Linked DNA regions of Zea mays: region 2 is linked to region 1. The links are chromatin contacts, called in public Hi-C maps. All regions are on one chromosome and are shown on one strand. The core of a region is the stretch at or near the end of the contact, and the rest is flanking DNA. Distances in the headings are between cores, read along the strand shown.

Region 1 (5,698 bases), core at 1,792-4,291:
ACCACGTTTCTTTTTGCGTTTACATTACCATTTTACATGGTTTGGACAACTATGTATACTCAGGTTTAATTATTTTAGGAGGTAAAGTAAGAACTAAAAGTGTATCCAGGGTGTGTTTGGTTTGACTTTTGGCAGCTTTGAAAAAGCTGACTTTCTCACAGTGCAAATCTGAAAGCACCTCTAAACCTGCTTTTAGTGACTTTTCGGATGGAACTGTGAAAACATATATCGAAGAACTTTTAACGACTTTTAGTGATTTCTACCAAACGGTTTTTAGCTTTTTAACGGCTCACAGCCTACAGCAGCTTTTTCCACAGCTCACAGCCCACAACAACTTTTTTCATAGCCACAGCCCAACCAAACAGACCCTTAGTCACTTTTAGCTTTCAATGACCTAAAATTTAGTTATTTTTTGCTTTAGCTCTTGATCCAAACAGACCCATGTGAGCCCAACCTAACATTACCAATTTATCAATAATATAGACAACTATATATACTCCACTTTTTGTTTCCAATTATCAATCATTAATTCTTGCGCTCCCGAGGCTAAGGCCCTATTTGACATGGTTCCACCTCCAAACTCTGGACTAGAGTTGAGTTGAGTGAGTCAAACACCCTAATTCCACATTTTCTTTGGAGCAGCCTAACTCCATAGAGTTGGCAGAGCTCTAGTTTATTTTGATCCTGGAGTTTGGAGCACATCTTTTGTAGCTCCAAAACACCCAAACATGGACGTAGACATTGAGTTTATATTATTACCCACCAATGCCATCATTACACAGAAAAACGTTTCATTTCTATTCCTATTCTCCATCACGCCACTGCATGAGTTCTTATGAGGTTGAGCGCACAACCATCGGCTCCATCTTCTCGATGGCACATACGAAGGTTAGTTAGCCGCAGTGGCGAATCCAGGAATGGAGCAAAGGAGGGGACTACAAAGATAAAGCATGTTTAGCGGGCTGTTGAAGGTCGGCCTCGAGCGAGACGTGACTGCGTCTCCCGCCCGAGGTCGGCCTCACGCGAGTCACGATAGCGACATCGTGGCGCGGCCGGACCGACACGCGCTGCTGCCATTGCCCGACAGGGTCGTCGTGTTGGGATCCAGGTTCTGAGAGGTATACTACCGGGACACCTATTGGGTCATCAGGTACCTCTTCTACCGCGTACCGGGACAACGGGCCACCAAATGTGGATCCGACCTGACCTAGGCGGCATGGTGGCGGGGAAGCGAGGTCCCCTGGGGGAGCAGGGTTCTCGGGGGGTGGGGTTGGGGGCAGACGACACGGAGGCGGAGGTCGCGGGAGGGGAACGAGGTTGCCGGGGGGCACGAAGTGGGGTTCTCGGGAGGAATGACGACGCAGAGGCGAAGGTCATGGGGGTGGGGGCACGTGCGCAGTCGAGCGCGAAGGGGAGGCGGTGGCATGGTAGATGGTCGTACAGACATAGGGTGGGGGAGACGATCGTACGGTCAAGAGGCGTGGGACGTAGTTATGGTATCGTTAGGCGTCATATTATGTTCTTAATAGATTAAGTATAGAAAGATGTGCTCCGGTAAAATTTATATTTGATTTGAAGGGCACGAGAGACCTACCTGTCTATTCGAGTTATTTGGAACCGTGATATCGCCAACACCGGGCTTCTGAAAATTAGTATCCCGAACAGAGCAATTGGAATTGTAGTATTATAATCCGTTGAACTTCGGAATTGTAGTATCAGAGTCGGTTTTAGCCCAGTAATCCTTATTGTTAAGACAGTCCGTTTCTTGCAACGGATCCACGGGCGCAAAATTTCCAGAGCGCGAGAATTCTCCACGACCGTGCAGGAGCGGCGGCGGCGCTCGACGTGTGGACGTCCGAGCCGGCGGCCGTGCAGGAGCGACAGCTTCTCGTTGTCGTCCGCCACCGCTACCGCGGCTCCCTCCGTCCCGTCCGGCAAAACATCCAAGTCGGAGGCCGTGTCCTAGCTCCTGGCGCACGTGAAGCTCCTGCTCCGGCGCCGCGCGGCTGCCATGGCGGCGCTGGATGCCGGCCTCCCTGCCGAGGCCGTGCGCCATTTCACCAAGATCCTGGAGGCGCGGCGCGGCGTGCTGCCGCACCCGTTCGCCGCCGCGTTCCAGGCCGGTGGCCGTCCGGCCGACGCCATCGCGGACTGCAACCGCTCGCTGGCTCTGGACCCTGCCTACATCCCGACGCTCCATGCCCGCGCCGACCTCCTCCAGTCCGTGGGCGCGGTCGCCGACTACCTCCGTGACCTCGACCACCTGAAGCTCCTGCAGGGCGGCGTGCGGTACTGAAAGAGCTAAATGTGCACCATGAGAAATCTGAAAGAGCTAAATGTGCTCGAATGCTCATCGCTTCAGAGGATGCCCAGCGGCCTTAGATTACTGACTAAGATCGAAGCATTGCCAAGGTATATTGCAACGAAAAAAATAGTAAAGTCGTCTTGGAGCTCCAGGGTCTGGAGAACATGAGAACACTAGGCGTGGATAATGTCGACAGAATCTCTAAGAAGGATGCCGAGAAGATGCAGCTTCAGAGGATGCACAAGCTCGAGCATCTGGCACCGCGTTGCAACACGGATGGTAAATGTACTAGCACTTCAAGAGAGGTGGTGGAAGACATATTCGACCACCTAAACTCTCGCGCTCTGGAGATTTTGCGCCCGTGGATCCGTTGCAAGAAACGGACTGCCGTAACAATAAGGATTACTGGGCTAAAACTGACTCAGATACTACAATTCTGAAGTTCAACAGATTATAATACTACAATTCCAATTGCTCTGTTCGGGATACTAATTTTCAGAAGCCCGGTGTTGGTGATATCACGGTTCCAAATAACTCTGTCTATTCGATTGATGCAGGTTTTTTTTTTCTCTTCCGGAGATCCTATGCCATATTTCTCAGTGGAACACTTACCTTTGATGTCGAGATCGTGTGAATTATCGCCACCTCTCACGCTGCTGCCTCAAGATCTGCTTGTGGATTAGGTTATCTGTGTACAGCTGGAGAACTTCAGCCCTCACGGAAAAGAAAAATGGCTGGAATGGAAAGAAACACGAGAATGCGTTCCGTTTGCCGTGTAGAAAGGCGGCGCCTCTTTTGGCACCCAGCTGAGCATTGCATTTCCTTCCTCCTTTTCCCAGTCGGAGGAATGCAATGCCGTAAACGAAAGTTTCCCATCCTTGTGTTTTGGGGGGTGGGCCATCGCGGTGTTGATAAGAAAAAGGCGGACTCCTTGTACCAGTTTGGTTTTGTTTTGTACGCGCATTGGTTCCTGGCTTGCTCAATAAATTGCAACCACTTCCTTCCGAATTCCGATCTAGCGGACTACCAGTTCCTCCCGATCTTGGGTTTGAGGAGGCCCCGAGCCGAGCGTCAGGCATGGAGCACTGCTATTTGAGGCAGCCGATCTCGAGGGCCGAGGCAGTGCCCGAGAGGAGGTCCAGGTTGTGGCAGATGGACGCGCTGCCGCTGCCGCCCCGGGCGGAGGTCCTCTGCCCCCAGCCTCGCCGCGCCGCCCGGATCCCCTTCGCCGTTTCAGTAAACAAGGCCATCCCCAGGTCGAATTGGTTAGTTCTTGGATTACCTTTATCACGTTTTCTGTCCGGCAATCCTGATGGTGCCAAGATTGCAAATAATTGCTGCAACCTGCAACGCCCTGGTGCATGCGCATCTAACTATTTTGTCCAGAATGGATGTGTTCAATGATAAAGATTACTAGTCTGGTAGTACTACTAATCACGACCCTCTTTGCTGAACCTCTTTACTCCCCGCATCTGCAGTGCGCTTCCGCCGTACAGACCAGCCTCCGCCTGCGACATACTCGATGATCTTATCCTCAGCAAGGTATTTGTCGGAAAAAGATCGCTCATTGATTGGATACAAGCAGCGCAAAAAAAAAAAAACTCCCATGGATGATGATTAAATCTTGATAACCGGCTTCATGTTTTTTTTTTCAGAATGACTTCTCAGATGGAGCAGATTCGAGCAGCGGCCAGGCGGGTTTTTTATGCGGCTCGCCTCCAGTGCGCGCTAACAACCCTGTCGTCCATGACCCGCAGTTCGGTAAAAGAGCGCTGCCATCCATGTCTCCCCTAGGGAGCAGCTCCCACGTCAAGCTTAAGGTTGAGGCAGGCTCGCCATCCTGCGGCGTTAGCAGCAGCCCGAAAGTGAGGATCGAAGGCTTTGCCTGTGGCAACTCGGAGACCCACTACGCAGTTACGCCGCTCCTTGTGTGAATCGAATCGCCGTGGTGGCGTAGCCTGATCAGAGTCGCGTTTTTTGCCCTTCTGAATCTGCTGCCATCTGAAGCTTCACAATTGCATTGAGCAGTATGATTTATGTGTGTCTAGTAAATGTAGCTGGAGTTGCATGGATAATGAAGGAGGAGCCTGTGAATAGAGCGTTTTTACTTTTTTTTTGGTATTCGGGAAGTAAGATGCAGCATCGAGTTTTCAGTTATTATGGATGCATCTTTGTTTTGTCATACGAAGGAAACTATATATGTAGCTTTGATTTTTTTTCCTAGATATATTCATGCTGTAGCCAAATCATCCGGGCAGGTCAAAATTCTGGAGCTTCAATAGTCTTCTCTCTCTCTCTATTCTGGGGAACAAATAACGCTACTGGTTTGTGGAGAAACTGACTGATGATGGCTTGATGAGGTGACTAAGGGTCTGTTTGATTCGTAGTTAGCTACGTCACATTCAAATTAAAAAACTAAACTTAAGAAGAAGTTAGATAAAATAGAACAAATTATGTAGCAAACCAAACAGACTCTAAATGGCTACCTGTGCCACATTCGAATTAAAAAACTAACCTTAAACAAAAGTTAGATAAAATAGAACAAATTAGGTAGCAAACCAAACCGGCTCTAAGTCCCTTTTTGATAGGGCTTGTTTAAAGGCTTCTCCAACGACTTTTTGATAAAATCTACCAAATGGGAGGCTCTTTGACGGGCAATTTCTAGAAAAGGAGGAACTCTTCCAAAAAAACCAGCAGGAGCCGAGAACCAAAAAAGAGCTACTTCTCTCTCATGTTTTTTTCTTTTCGTCGACGATATATCATAGGACAAGTTGCATGAAGAGCTATATCAACAAAACATGGTTTTCTTTTTAGAATTCTTTCTGAAAATAAGGAAATAGCTATTTTTGGAGGAGTCATGGTTGAAGCTGGCAGAGAAAGAGCCCTACCAAACGGGCATAAGGAACGATGATGTTTAAGGGGTTCAACACGAACACGGTCAAACTGAGGCCACTGCATCTTTTATTTAGGTCCTGTTTGGGAGAGCTTTACTTCAAGAATTTCAAGTCTATTTCAGCTTCTTCTATCTAAACAAGTCCAACTCCACAAGCTCTAGTTAAAAAACTGAAACTAGATACCATTTCATAAAATTTTTGAAGCTCCTCGAAGGGTGCTTGAAAAACACTATTTTCATACCTCATTGTGAAGTTGCACAAAAATTACTCACCATGTCATTGGTTATATGACCTACTGATTAATGTCTCTTTCTCCACCCACTAAGTATAAGGGTAATCAAGGAAACCACACAAATTAATTGTATTATAGAAACTTAAGTCTATGTGCAAGTCAAACACTCTGAATCCCCATGTGTTTGCCTTCCGAGCTGTTCCCATTCTTATGAGCAGGTGCATTTTTTGACATATTTAAATCGGGAAGTATGGAGTTTGCTCCTGG
Region 2 (5,623 bases), core at 3,070-5,569, 130 kb before region 1:
CTCTTGCCATTCGACCGGTGTTACTTTAAACCTATAGATTGATTATGTTGAATTAATTAGAAGTAGATGCTATTTGAATCTAGGTAGTTTATGAGAAAATGAGAAAAAATTGTGCCAGCAGCAACTACATGTGCCTATCCACGCCCGTCGACCGTGCTATCACGCTGCCACCAGCCGTGCCTACGCGCGCTACCATGCCACCACTAGGACATGTAAACACTGTCGGTCAACGATCCCACAATCTTTGGGTCATCAAGGCAATGACAATCACCAAGACTAATAGGTGTGTAACCATCCCAACTCAATTAGTGTCACAAGATAGAAGAACTCGATAATATTGTCGAGGATTTTTCGGTAGTGAATTTATACGGGTGAATCACGAAATCGAGAATCGAAGGCAAACGCAATGAAACATGAGAATTTAGACAAGTTTAGATTCTCGACGCGAGACAATACCCTACGTCTTGTATATTTGTGGCTATTGCTTTATGATCTAATGTTCTTTCATGTCCTCTTGAGGCGTCTCGTCCCTCACTTTATAGTCCAAGGAAAGGGACGATAACAGGAAATTTATTTGGTATTGTACCACATAACGACATCTGTATAAATTTGTTCTCTCTATAATCTAGGAGATCTATATCTATCTTTACATGTGGGTTATAAATCGGGACGTACATGTATCATAAAGAGATAACTCTTATTAGGAAACAATATCTTCCCTTATTTGTTCACGTACGCTGATCTAGTTCTGACATCTAGGCCAAGTCTCCCGGAATCCGAGTACAAGTTACTCAACCGAATCTGAGTTGACCAATCCGAGTCTGAGTTCCCCGACTAGGACCGAGTTACTTGGTCCCACTAGGAGTGTCCCAATCTCACTCAAGTCATGAACTATGTGTTGCAAGTGAGTGGAGGGTGTTTCTCAAGGCTCAAGAAATATATGCAAGTGTTAGTGGTCGAAGGATGCCAGCTAAGGTTGGCCATGCCATCTACTTATAACCTCATAAAGGAATCTGTCATTATGATTTGGAAAATAGAGATTAGGGACCCAAATTTGTCTGATGCTTCATTGGTCTCTACACCAGATGTGTCGGCGCCCTTTCAATCGAACTAGTATTAAACTTGTCAGATATCTGGTGCACTCATCGGATACTTCACCGGACACATCTAATGAGTGTTGGACTGATCCGCACAAAAGAACATGGTCTTGAAGTGCCCTATCCAGTGTGATACCTCGTGCCACACTAAACACGGCTAGCGCCTTATAAGGCTAAAGTTAAGTGTTCAACATGTTCTCTGAGTTCCCTATCCGATAGGCCATCTAGTGCCTCATCGAATACCTCTGGTACATCCTATCTGGTGCACAACAGACACCATGGTGCTCGGCCGAAAGATGTGAACTAAAATTGGGCCATTTTCATATCCAGTGTCTCACTGGTGTACTTTGAAAATTTGCATCGATGGTACTTTCTCATCTAACTCTTTTTTTTGCCAAACATGTTAGAGCCAAGTTAGTGTTTTCAAAGTGTTCTCAATAAACCTTTTTTACTTGCTCTCACGTGTGCCGCTTATATGTGATGCATATAAATTTAGCATCTAGTGGCACTAGATGACCAAGTTGTTCAATTAAACTCACATCTTAATTGTATGACTATCTATATTAAATCTGATCGTGCACTACATTGTGTCTTAACCGACAAAACAGAATGCGAAATAACTAATGGAAGTATTTTGTTGGGTTTATAAGGATGTGATTAATGGTCCTAGTTAACTGCTAGCTAGAAAGATCCAACGTCACTCTTGGAGCTACCAGAAAAGGCTAGCATTACTGTATATTGTCTAGAAGGTAGTTTTTAATGTTTCAAGTGCATAGACAACACCAAGATATACTATATGTTAGAATACTCATTTAGGGTTTGGGGTTTTTACTGTGTAATTACTCCCTCATCCACATGTAATGGGCCAGGCCCAGTTAACTCAAGTTTATTAATACAACATCCAACCTAATATAGGATTAGGGTTTCCCACATGGTATAAAAGCTAGATTTTTCTCTTCTGCCTCCCTCCCTCCTCACCTCTAGTCGTCGTTGCCCCTCTGCTGGCCCTCCTTTCCCTCCTGCCACCGGCCCCGGTAGCCGCCGCCATACCTCCCCGTCGGTACACCGCTGCTCCTCGTCATGCCAGCCCTTCCCCTTCTCCCACAGGCCCGAACGCCGACGCGGCCCTGGCCGTGGGCGTTGCCACCCTAACTGTCGCCCCGACCAGCCCAGGCGTGGCTACTGCCGGCGACGGCCTGGCCACCTCCCGGGCAGCGGAAGCCGCAGCCCTAGCAACTTCACTCGCTGCTACTGACCTGGCCCCCTCAAACGTCGTCCCTAGCCTCTCCTGATAGAGGATGAGGCACGATCTTCCGTGAGGTATGATAACTTGATTGGGCGGAGATTTCGACTGATGATCCAAGGCTCCGAGCGAACGAATCCTCGCAATCACTACACCACGACCCCGTTGGTTATCACCCGTTACACATAAGTGACTTCGCCACGAAGGCTTATCCCTGCAAACGCAATCAAGAACACAAGCAAGAACAGATAGAACACAACCAAAACTGTGTTGATTACGAGTTGAGGTCTCACAAACCGATGAACGACGAAATGTTCGATGACAGATATGATCTAATCAAAACTCAAATCCTAATGTGGTGGTGTCTGCTATTAAAATAGAGGTTAGAGACGTGCGTGACACTTAGTCGCACCTCTAATGGGCTCAAGGTTATAAAAGTATAATTGTATTAAGAGTTTATTTGGGTTTTAACAAAATAATTGGTCAAAGTTATATTTTGAAGACATATCGCTGTACTAAAGGATAACTAATACGACACTGGAGCAGTTCGCAACAGGCAGGGTGGGAGGTGGCTCTGTCCAAAGTGGATCTAAACTCAAGCAGCAAGAACGTGTGCCAAATAGATAGTAGCAAGCGATAAGATTAACGATTTGGCCCTCTTTTTCTGTGCGAGACGAGCGACGGAGTGCTCACTAGCTCTTTGTTTTTTTCTGCTTTCTCTTTCTGCCACATAATTAAGACTATTGCTGACATGTACAAAACGAATAGCTAGCTAACTCAGTATTGTTGGGCATTGCTTGGAGCTAGTAATTCAGTACTGAAATTCATGCTTTGGTGGCCACAGGGCACAGGCTACAGCTAACCTAGTTCTGCGCTTACCTTTTTTTTGTAGGATAATATTGTGCAGTAGTTGAAATAAATCAACGCGGTCAATGTTTCAGGTAGAAATAATATTTTGTGGTAGTTGAAAGCTATCTGATATCCAGGCAAAATCTATTTTCTAGCCTTTGTATCGTAAAACACGGAATATCACCATCAGTACCATTTCATCTTGGTTTAAACTATACATACAGTCGCAGCTGACACAACCCAAGGCATGCCTATTATATACACACCCTTGGCTTTGCTTGGCTGCTGTTATTCTGTAAGCACGCTAGCTAGCTTCTCCAGCTCTCCGGGCTCTAACACGTAGATGTAAACCATCTGCTACACATACGTACATAGCGTGGTGGACAGAAATGGATGGATCAGGGTCTTCAGGCGTGCGCCAGCTCCTTGGAGACGCCGTCCTGGTACGGCGCCTCGCAGAACTCGCCGCCAAGGTCATCGCACGCCTCGCCCGGGAACACCCTGCAGTCCAGTGGATTCACCATGGCCACAGTTAGTTTGCTGCCTCGACGAATCACCAAGAACAGATGGTGCTAAAAGCTGGGTTATCCTATGCTAGTTGCTAGCTGCTGCTTACGTCTTTGGCTCGTCGTAGGACAGGTAGTCCCTGTCCACCCCGACCACACTCCTGCTCGCCGCCGCCGCCGCCGAGGCGGGCTTGGCCTCCGGGAACATGGGCCCGTTGCACGCGTCGCCACCAAGCAGGTCGCAGGCCTCCATCGGGAACACCCTGCAGCGTCACCAACATGCGTGTCAGTGTCACCGACCCAAATTCTAACCATACCATCCAGAACTTAGCTCTACACCGACTGGTTGTTTGTTGATCAAGGCCAGGGAACACGTACGAGACGCTTGAGCTGTAGTCGATCTGCGCGGCCTCGGTCGCGACGACGGCAGCTACACGGACGCTCCTCCTTGTGGCGGGGACACGGGCCACCACCCTGCTCCTCGCCGCCGGCCTGCCCTTGGCGGGCAGCACGGCCGAGAACCCGGCGGCAGTAGCGGCAGCCTGCATTTTTCTGATCTCAACTTCCTGTGTGTGATCAAAGTGTGGTGGCAGATTGGTCCAGTACGATCTGGAACGCTTATCTATTTTGTGTGGTGACCCCCTCCGTTATATACTGCAGGGCCAGGAGGGGTTCCCTGCTCTGGATAAGATTCTGGTATGTGGTACCCCTCTACCGGTGTTCTTGGACCAAGGAGAAGGGGGACCCGCTCACCCCTGTTGCCTGATATTTTGAACCCCTTGGAAAAGATATTTCCACCTTTGATCCTGATAGTTATCTTGCCTCAATTATTGTAAACAAAAGGGAGTGCTATTGCTAGCAAAAAGGATACTGCATTGCAAGAATACAACAGCCTCCAAGATATTTTCCCCTCAGTCTTCTGTTCACTCTGCCGACTTGTCTTGGAGAATTACTGGTGTGTACAGTGATTTTTTCCCCTGGAATAATTGCTGTATAGTGACGTGTACTTGCAAACAAACACGGCTCAAGTGACAGGTGACAGATGAAAAATTCCAGAATGACAAAAAAAAGGAACCTGAAACGTCAGCAGCAACAGGAAGTGCAATAAACTGAAGCATTACCATGACGAAAAGCATTAGATTGTTCAGACTCAGACACAAACTACAGAGTTTTCACACCAACTTAAAATCGAAACACAAGATTATTTCTAACTGCGAAGTGATGCCCGAGGCACCGCTGGCAATCCTAGCTCATCCTCCTGCACATCAGATAAGAAGCAAATAACCCTTATTACCACCTCAGCCAAGCAAACTTCTAGCCGAATAAAGTGGTAAAGCGTGTTTTTTTTAGGCAAACAAGCAAATTCTTGATGGCAAATGCAATGAAACATCAAAATAAATCTTGGTAAATTACATGGTGTGCTTTACTCAAACCAATACTACATCAGGTCAGAGATATTTTGAATTTAATGTTGGTTCGTTCCCAATGGGTAAAAAAAATCAGAACCACACTAAGTTAAGAATGTTGTGCAAATAAATCACCTGCAGCCCGCCTGCTGGGACCATTGCAGGGCGACTTGGTGCAGCAGGTAAGTTGAGGTCAGCATCAAAGTCAGAATCTGGTTGAAGATATGAGGGGACTGCAGCTGAGTCAAATTCCATATCAGACTCCAAAGCATCTAGCTCTGCAACGTCAAATGAAACAAATAATAAGAACAGTAAAGCGAGAATCATCTCCAAAAATTAGACGATAAATCACTAGCTAGATGGCAAGGAAGAAAATTTAGGCCATTTATAGAGTATAAATATATGTGAACAATTGGAGTTTTAGACCATTAGCAAATAACCATATTACCAAGTGATGTGCCAAAAACTATGGAAGACTTAAATCCAGAAATAGATGTCATATTGCAAAGATGAAATTGTGAC

What was found. A called contact is a pair of places that touch in the nucleus more often than the background predicts.
Region 2: a contact with region 1 is called in a Hi-C map of tassel, with 3 times the contacts expected there. The contact joins the promoter of LOC100281148 here to the promoter of LOC103649922 in region 1. A contact is called at or near these places in 9 of 25 Hi-C or Micro-C datasets (bundle sheath, ear, endosperm and 2 more) and 1 of 3 datasets of contacts at active chromatin or transcription factors (seedling).

What each region holds. Positions count from the first base shown.
Region 1 is chr3:32,206,755-32,212,452 of Zm-B73-REFERENCE-NAM-5.0, reverse strand. It overlaps LOC103649922, which reads left to right and starts at 3,041. Exons shown (of 3, transcript XM_008675602.4): 1 at 3,041-3,570; 2 at 3,784-3,847; 3 at 3,961-4,545. The coding sequence starts at 3,383. The coding sequence ends at 4,239. It overlaps TRNAS-AGA (transfer RNA serine (anticodon AGA)), which reads left to right; the gene lies at 1-6.
Region 2 is chr3:32,338,144-32,343,766 of Zm-B73-REFERENCE-NAM-5.0, reverse strand. It overlaps LOC100281148, which reads right to left and starts at 4,319. Exons shown (of 3, transcript NM_001174200.2): 1 at 4,074-4,319; 2 at 3,806-3,958; 3 at 3,358-3,690. The coding sequence starts at 4,243. The coding sequence ends at 3,597. It overlaps LOC100273036, which reads right to left. Exons shown (of 7, transcript NM_001147485.2): 6 at 5,237-5,379; 7 at 4,621-4,953. The coding sequence ends at 4,903.